Regions from separate parts of the Danio rerio genome. Here region 2 is linked to region 1. The links are chromatin contacts, called in public Hi-C maps. All regions are on one chromosome and are shown on one strand. The core of a region is the stretch at or near the end of the contact, and the rest is flanking DNA. Distances in the headings are between cores, read along the strand shown. Region 1 has its middle 36 kb from the start of zgc:101564. Region 2 holds the start of foxp4 (forkhead box P4).

What was found. Hi-C and Micro-C count contacts between places; a contact is called where the count stands out from the background.
Region 2: a Hi-C map of hematopoietic stem cells shows a contact between it and region 1, with 2.9 times the contacts expected there. The contact joins the promoter of foxp4 here to the enhancer-like site in region 1. A contact is called at or near these places in 3 of 18 Hi-C or Micro-C datasets (caudal fin, fibroblasts and hematopoietic stem cells) and 1 of 4 datasets of contacts at active chromatin or transcription factors (caudal fin).

The regions. Positions count from the first base shown.
Region 1 is chr11:23,717,971-23,722,243 of GRCz12tu, reverse strand. It overlaps a transcript of foxp4 not described here. Among named protein-coding and RNA genes, the nearest start is that of zgc:101564, 36 kb to the right of the region's middle. Within about 2 kb of position 1,938, at least 3 of the 62 cell types and tissues checked have an H3K27ac peak or open chromatin away from gene starts, as enhancers often do.
Region 2 is chr11:24,020,710-24,024,814 of GRCz12tu, reverse strand. foxp4 (forkhead box P4) reads right to left here and starts at 1,730. Exons shown (of 18, transcript NM_001199491.1): 1 at 1,658-1,730.

The DNA.
Region 1 (4,273 bases), core at 689-3,188:
CCTTTTATGGATTTCCTTGAAATTTCTTAGTGTTTTGTCAATGTTTTCAATGTAACAACTGAACACTCTATGATTGTCTACACTGTAAACAATTTCTGCTAATTAACAGTTTCCATATTTTGTGCTTTCCATCTATTTACGGTTGTTAATTTCATTATGGGAGCTAGATCTCTGATCTGTCTACTTTAAATGTTGAAAATTCAACTCACAGTTTAACAAAGTGACTTTTATTGACATTTTGGTTGTTTAAAATAATATAATGTATAGGAAATAATATGTAAATAAATCTGTTTAATAATATTGAGAAATAAGTCTGTAAAATAAAAGAATTTACCAGCATTTTATAACAAGGTTTTTGCAGCATAATAAAACCCCAATCCTGACAATATATCACTTTAAAATAATAAAAATGTTCATGAAAGTCACTTTTTCAAAAAAAAATGTTATTGTTAAAAGTTGTAAGATAAAAGACCAAGGTCTCATAATGCAATTCAAAAGCACAAATAATGAAAACATGAATCAAAAATATTAGAAAACCTAATTTACGAATGTTTTTTACAGTGTACCTGGTTGTTTTATTTATTTGGGTATTTTCTGCTTTATTGTTGGGGTTACAATGTTTATACAATAGGTTTATTTGTAATGTATTTAAGAAAAAAGAAAAAATCTTAAATAAAATTAATGATCAGCAATATGTTTTATATTTGAGATCAACATGAATGTGTTTTACAAGAGTCATGCTAATAAAGAAAGTTGCATTAATTTGATCTAAAACCCAAAAACTTTTTTTATATATTATTATAGTTATAACAGCGGTTTTCTTTTTAAATGTAGCTCAAAATGTAATTTATTCCCATGATTTAAAGCTGAATTTTCAACATCATTACTCCAGTCTTCAACGTCAATCATTCTAAAATGAAGATCTATTACTTAAAAACTTTTTATACTTTCATTGTTGGCCTGCTGCTTCTTTTTTTTTTGTGATACTCTATCATTCAAAAATAAAACACAATAAGCATTTACTTCTAAGACTCATTCCAGTGTAAAAAAAAAAACACATAAAAAATGATATAAATAAATGTTGTTATTTTGAACTTTCTTTTAATCAAAGCATCATTAAATAAATAAATGATTAAATTGATCAGTTTTCACAAAATTATGAACCAGAAAAAAATTATAAACAGTTAATTATACAAAAAACTAAACAAATTATTAATGAGTGACTGCCAATAATTTTATAATCAGAACGGCAAATCAGAATATTATTATTATAGTGATTTCTGCTGTACAGTGTTAGGAAATGTAGGGTTCTTTACCAATTCATTAATGTTGTCCCAAAACAAATTAAGTAAATGTAACAAATTTGGTGGACTGAACATTAAACAATTAAGTTGTCCCAAAAAAAATCTCAAGAAGTGTGTTGTTTCAGCTCATTTTAAAAAAGTAGTTTGAACATATATCATATGTAATTGACTAATACTAATTGCCTTGAGTATAGTATATTTGAGTATATATTTGAGTATATTATTGAGTATATTAATACTCAATAAATGAAATGTGAGAAGAATAATGGCAACTTACTATACCCCTTTTTTTTAAAACACTTCATTAATTGTTTAAAGTTTAACGAAAGTCATGGCCATAATAAACGCAAAGCACGATGGTAAATGGTGGAAAGAAGATATGGCATTGAATGAACAGAGCGTTCATTTTGATCAAACTGATCAACAAGTAAAGCGCAGCAATATGGTGCACTGGCTCTCAGCATATGTGTGTGTGTGTGTGTGTGTGTGTGTGTGTGTGTGTGTGTGTGTGTGTGTGTGTGTGTGTGTGTGTGTGTGTGTGTGTGTGTGTGTGTGTGTGTGTGTGTGTGTGTGTGTGAGTATGCGCCGTGCTCTCTGACACTCTGAATCATTGGCCAGATGTAGTTTGGTCTTACACACCCGGCTGGGACTATAAGGATGAGCGAGGCTTGACCTGGCTGACTCCTCTCTGCTGGACCTCGACAGAGAGAAAGCTTCTGGACAGGACTGCTCTGAAGAGACTTATTTCTGCATGATGGAAAAAATACTCTGATTGACATGGCCGAAAATATCTATTGTTTAGGTTGGTTGGTGTTTAATTAAAATGACAACTTCCTTGATTATTTTGATGGAGAGTAACATGCTAAAATAAGGCCTATGATACATTTAAAATTCATTTTTCATGCTGTTGGACACATTTCAATCCATACATTATACAACTGAAGGAAAAATTATTAGCCCATATTCTTTTTCAAATATCTCATTATCTTTAGGTGTTGTTTAACTGAGCAAGGGAATTTTTAAATTATTTACAATATTTTTTTTTCTTCTTATAATTCATTCATTGATTCATTATTTTCCTTTGGCTAAGTATATTTATTCATCAGAGGTCGCCACAGTGGATTGAACCGCCAACTTATCCAGGAAATGTTTACATAGATAATGCCCTTCCAGCTGCAATCCTGTACTGGGAAAAACGCATACACACTCATTCACACATATAAACTACGCCTACTTTAATTTATTTAATTCACCTATAGCGCATGTCTTTGAACTGGGGAAACCGGAACACCCGGAGGAAACCCACCAACACGGGTAGAACATGCAAACCGAAATGCTAGCTGACCCAGCTGGGACTCAACCATTTTTTTCTCAACCTTTCTTTCTCGACCTTCTTGTTGTGCAGTGACAGTGCACCCTTTTTTATTATTTCTTGTCTTTTTTATCTGTTTTTATAGAATTTTTGTGGTCAATATTAAAAGCTCCCTTAAGAAATTTTTTTTTTAATTATTTTTCGAAAAGTAATTATTTTATTTTTCTGCCTATAGTTTATTTAATTAATTAACTTAGTAAAACTTTTAAATTGCACTCTAAGCTAAATACCAGTAAGTTTCAACATAACTAGACAAATATTATGTACTGTGGCAAAGACAAAATTATTTGAAATTAATTATTCAAATTGTTACATTTTAAAATGCATAAGGAAATAAATCTTCTCTTAAACATCACTAGGGAAAATAACTTCCACAGGAGGGCTTACATTTTTTCCTTCATCTGTACTTACAGGATTTTACAATACTAACAACCAATTATACCAGGCCCATAGCCAGGGGGGTTGGGGGGTTTAGAAGACCCACCCCTCACTGACAAAGGTCCAGAATTTTATTTGTCCTATTTTGACTGCTATGCCATCATGGTGAAAATACCCATCAAAAAAGGCTTTAAGACCAAGAGGAATCCTCTGTTGGCTGTCGCTTCAGTGTAACTTCCGCTAAACACAATGCTAACAAATATTTTTCATGAGTCCAACATCCATTTTTCACTACTGTATTGTTTTTAAATGGAGAAAACATTTTACAAGTTTAATCTACATCTTTGACTTTTTTTAAAACAAAAAATGACTAATTAAAAGTTATGAAGCACCAAAAACAGCCCATACTTGGCTAAAATAGTGAAACAGTCTGGTTATGATCCTATTACCATTCAAAAAGCTCATTTAGAATAGTGCTTAAAATGTCACTAAAATGCAGTTTTTAAATGTTATAATTAATTAGAAAATGAGGCGTATAATTGCAAAATATCCACTTTTTGAGAAAAAAGAACCACCCCTTTTACCAGACTGGCTACAGGCCTGTAAACTACTGACCTAAATCAATCAAGTGCTATGTTTTAAAATAGTGTCTAAAAATACATTTAATAATATGATAATGCCAATTTATGATATTACAACGCTGGTGACCCCACATCTCAAAAAGTTATTTACAGTTTTGTACCCATCAATTTTTTTTTATTATTCAAAAGAGCCTATAGTTTAGGGTTTAGAAACCAGGGTTAGTTTTTCCAAACCGTTCAATGAGTAATGTACTTTCCCAAGTGCTGTTGTTTGGGTCGTTTCAGTTATTTTCATCACAACTCACACTTCAGCTGATTTGAGGAATGACTGAAGACTGCTTTTATCCCTCAACATCCACACTAAACATAGAACCGACATGTAAACATTTAGATAAAAACTCCTCTTAAAAACGAACTCAGAATAGTTCTTACACAAACACTAAACCCCATCTACGTTTCCTCACCTGTGCGTCTGCTTCACTCCTGAGCAACTTTCAAATAGCTCCCCCTAGCGGTCAACCTAAATTACACACATCTAAATCAACTTCTTCCTCACGAAATAAAACACAAATAAGGAAAGTGTTTTTGGCTTAGTTTTTACCGTCAACCAGATCTCTCCGTGTCACATATTTAACAAC
Region 2 (4,105 bases), core at 481-2,980, 300 kb before region 1:
TAATAAATGTTTGCACTAAGTTGTAAATGCTAAAAGTGAATTAAGCCATTCACTTATATATGAGATTTAAATTAATTGTGTCAAAAGCTCCATCAATCAGTTCTTAATAACATGAGATTTACATACACACTGCCAGATTATGAGGATGATGATGATGTATATTTTTGGTTTTGCAGAAAAAGACTGAATAGGGATAAGTCAAGAAGAGTGCGATTTAACAGTACACTTGGTTCAACTCGTGAGCTGTAGTTCCCTCTGCAGATTCACTTTATGCCCCGTACTCAAATGTTGAAATTGTTGCAAGTTTAGTTTTATTATTTTATTTTAGAGATTTTAAGCTGAAATATCGCTGATTTAATTACGAAACGAATACAAAATCATGAAAAACTGTGTAAATAATTAAAAACAAAAGTTAATCTTGCTCATTCATTTGTAAATGAAACTCAAAATAAAAGTATTATGTTTTTAAAGTTTGTCATCAACCTGTCTGTTAATTACTAAAGTGAAGCAAAACTGACTAATGAAAATAAAATATTTAATTATGATACGTTCTTTTGACGTAAGTAATGAGGTAAATAACGTTCGTCCCTTTTTTGGGGAAATCTGCTTTTGCGCCAATACTAACTTTACTAATGTCATTGTATTTCGCGGTAATCAATACACTTAAATTAGTGATTATAAATAATTATGAATGCCGAGTTAATGTATTTAAAGTATTTTATGCGTTGCATCTTTATGTTATATTATCTTAATAACACACCGGTACAAATGACACTAAAACAACTATAAATAATTTCAATATGTCCCTTGGATTTTTTTGGTTTTAACAAACGTTATAATTTTAAAAAGTCGGTTTTAAAAATCGGTTTATTTGATAAAAATGAAAACTTACGGATTGTTATGAGTTATTTACATAAGATCTGCTCTCTGTTTCCTGAGGGCCTGTTAAAAACAATCAGCAACTCGGAGAATTAGGGGAAAATTGCTTGAAGGTATATTATTAAAATAAAAAACGTGATTAGACTTTTTAAACTTGTATATTTACATGCAGTTTATTGTCTTGAATTATTTATCATGAGAGTTTTGTACGGCCATCTGATTTCTACATTTCTGTAAGTGAAGCATGGCATTCTTCAAAAGAAAGCAAATGCAAAATAGCACCGATTTATCTCAAACTATTTTATTTGATCTGTCAAAAAAGTCATCTTATAGTTTAGATCAAAAGTAAGGGCAGGCGATAGCCTATTTTCAAACGCAGATGCATGTTTATTAAACTTGTTTGAATCGCTATGTTTTGTTAACTTTATCCAAACTGCTTTTGCGTTCTTATGTATTGTTATAGTGAAGTTTGCGGGTAACTAAATCATAATGATTTATGATTCTCTCGTGAAGAATAAATGCACGCTTTCGTCCCCGGTTTAAAAGTGTCACGTAAAAAAGTTGCATTGTTCCAATGCGAGCTTTAGTATCCCATTTGGCGAAATATCTAAGAAAAAAACTATGACTGTAACATTTATTTCTATTGATCTGAATAAATGTGTGTGATAACACGTCCGTGCATTCAAATGTGGAATACACATTAGGCTAATATTAAAAACGCTGAATCGCGCGAGGAGCAAAGAAGTAAAGAAAAAGAAGTAAAAAAGTGTATATGAACCTGTTAGGATATTGTGAAGAACTCTACTTTCACTCTACGGCTGGACCATGTGGATGTGTCGCTCCAGCTCTCGTGAATGTCCCAGTGATTCCAGAAACCTTCAGAAGAGCAACGCAAAAAGGAAAAAAAAATCCTGTTCTATGAGTGATGTCTTCAGACCATTACTTTAAACGACAACTGTCTTTATTAGTCTTCTTTTCCTTTTTACTGGCTTCCTCTCCCTCAGACTGGTCACTCAGTAGGGTGATAAGTGGAAACAATAATCGTGCACTAGCTCAAAGGCTGCATGGTCACAGCGCTCCTCAAAGTTCATGAAGAACAAGCACGCGGCTCTTTACGCCTCCTCGTCGCTTCAGGTCTTCTCTCTTCCTCTCTGTTAGTCACACGGTGAGTTTTCCTAAAGTCCCAATAATGCTTCTCGCTGGAGTTTTTGGCATCTCGTCTGTTCCTCGCTCATTCGCAGAGAAATCAGTGTTGAATTACTCCGCTTGTGTCTTGTGTTGGCGATGTGTTAGGGGACAGTTTGCTCTACCGTAATGCGTCTAGAACAGGCGCGCTGCGCACATCTGCGCTGCCGCTCTGATTGAACACAATACAAAAGCTCGCGCGCTCCGGGTGCTGATCTCTTCACCTGCGCGCGCATCGCGGGTTTAGTTGGGCCATTGTGGCCGCGGACGAGCAACAGATGTTAGTCAAAGGACAGCCTCACCATGGGAACCGTTACCTACTCCACATCTCTACTCTTTAGGAAATAACAAGTCCGATCTTGCAACACATTTGGTTTTGCTGTCGATAAGTGTTTATTATAATTGTTGTGAAATGCGAATATTTAAACATTTCTACAACAACAACAACAACAACAACAACAACAACAACATTAGCAATAATAATTTAGTAATCTGGTATAGCAGTTGTATTTGAAAAAGTTGCATTGTATTTCATCATCATAATAAGCATAATCAAGACAAAATATTCTAGACAAAATCTAGATAATGTTGAATAGTACACTGATATATGTTTTAATAGTTTGATAGTTAAGAAATACTGTTTTAATTAGTATACTGTACCATTATCATAATTAAATTATGAATATATCATAATTTGACTATTAATAAATAACATTATAATAAACAACTAATAACAATACTGTATTATTATTAATATGAGTATTAATAATGATAATAATAATAATAATAATTTAGAAGTAGTATGGCAGTAGTAGTACAAAAGTTGTATTTGTAAATTTTTATTGCATTTCATCATCATCATCATCATCATCATCATCATCATCGTCATCATCATCAACAAAAATATGCAAGACTCAAATAAATAACATTACTATACTTTATCATCATCATCAACATCAAATTATGTATACCTATTAATTAAATTAATTATCGAGTAATAACATCACAATAACAAAACAATTAATAACAATACTCCATTACATATATTAATATATCATATAATATAATATATACCAACAACAACAACAACAATAACAAAAATAATAATAATAATAATAATAATTATTATTATTATTATTATTATTATTATTATTATTATTATTATTATTATTACAGTGTCTTACATTTGATCTTAATAATGATGATGATGAACTTTAATTAAAAAGTAATAATGATAAGAAGAACAATGGTAATAAATAATAATTATAATAATAATAATAATAATAATAATAATTATTATTATAATTATAATTATTGTTGTTATTATATATGTATTTATTATAATTATTATTATTTATTCACATTGCACTTTTTATCATTTTTACCTATTATCATCATGATCATTAAGATAAAATGTAGATGATATAGATATGATATAGATATTGCTGTGTAGTATTATTATTTAATTAATAAATAATTGATATATTCATGTTCTAGTATATGATATACACAAACAGATAACATGAAGACTATACATGAAAACAACAATAGCAAGGAGAGTTATTTATATATAATACCTGATGAAATGTATAAAAGCCTTTGTGTATTTATGTGTATCGACAGTAACTGAACTGTTACTATATCATTTACTAAAAGTGTAATTACTGTAGATACACATCACAAGCGATGGTATCTCTATAAAATTATTATTGAAAATTTCAACAATTAGGACCATGTAGGATATGGGCAAGTTGTTAATTTATGAATATGACTTCAACTTTTATTGGATAGTCAAGGTGCTTTATCAGTAATCTGTCATCTTATCAAAAATGTTGAAACTTGATTTATTTTATGGTCAGTGGAAACTTTCTATCAGCAAAAAACATCTCTTTTACTTGAACCATCAAAAAAGGCAATCATTCACATCGCCACTGGACAATAGGATACGACCCCCATTAGTCAAGACATATTCATTAGAAAAATCAATAATCCAAGATGTAGCCATGCTGGCTTAAAATGAAGGCAGCAGGCTCATAAAACA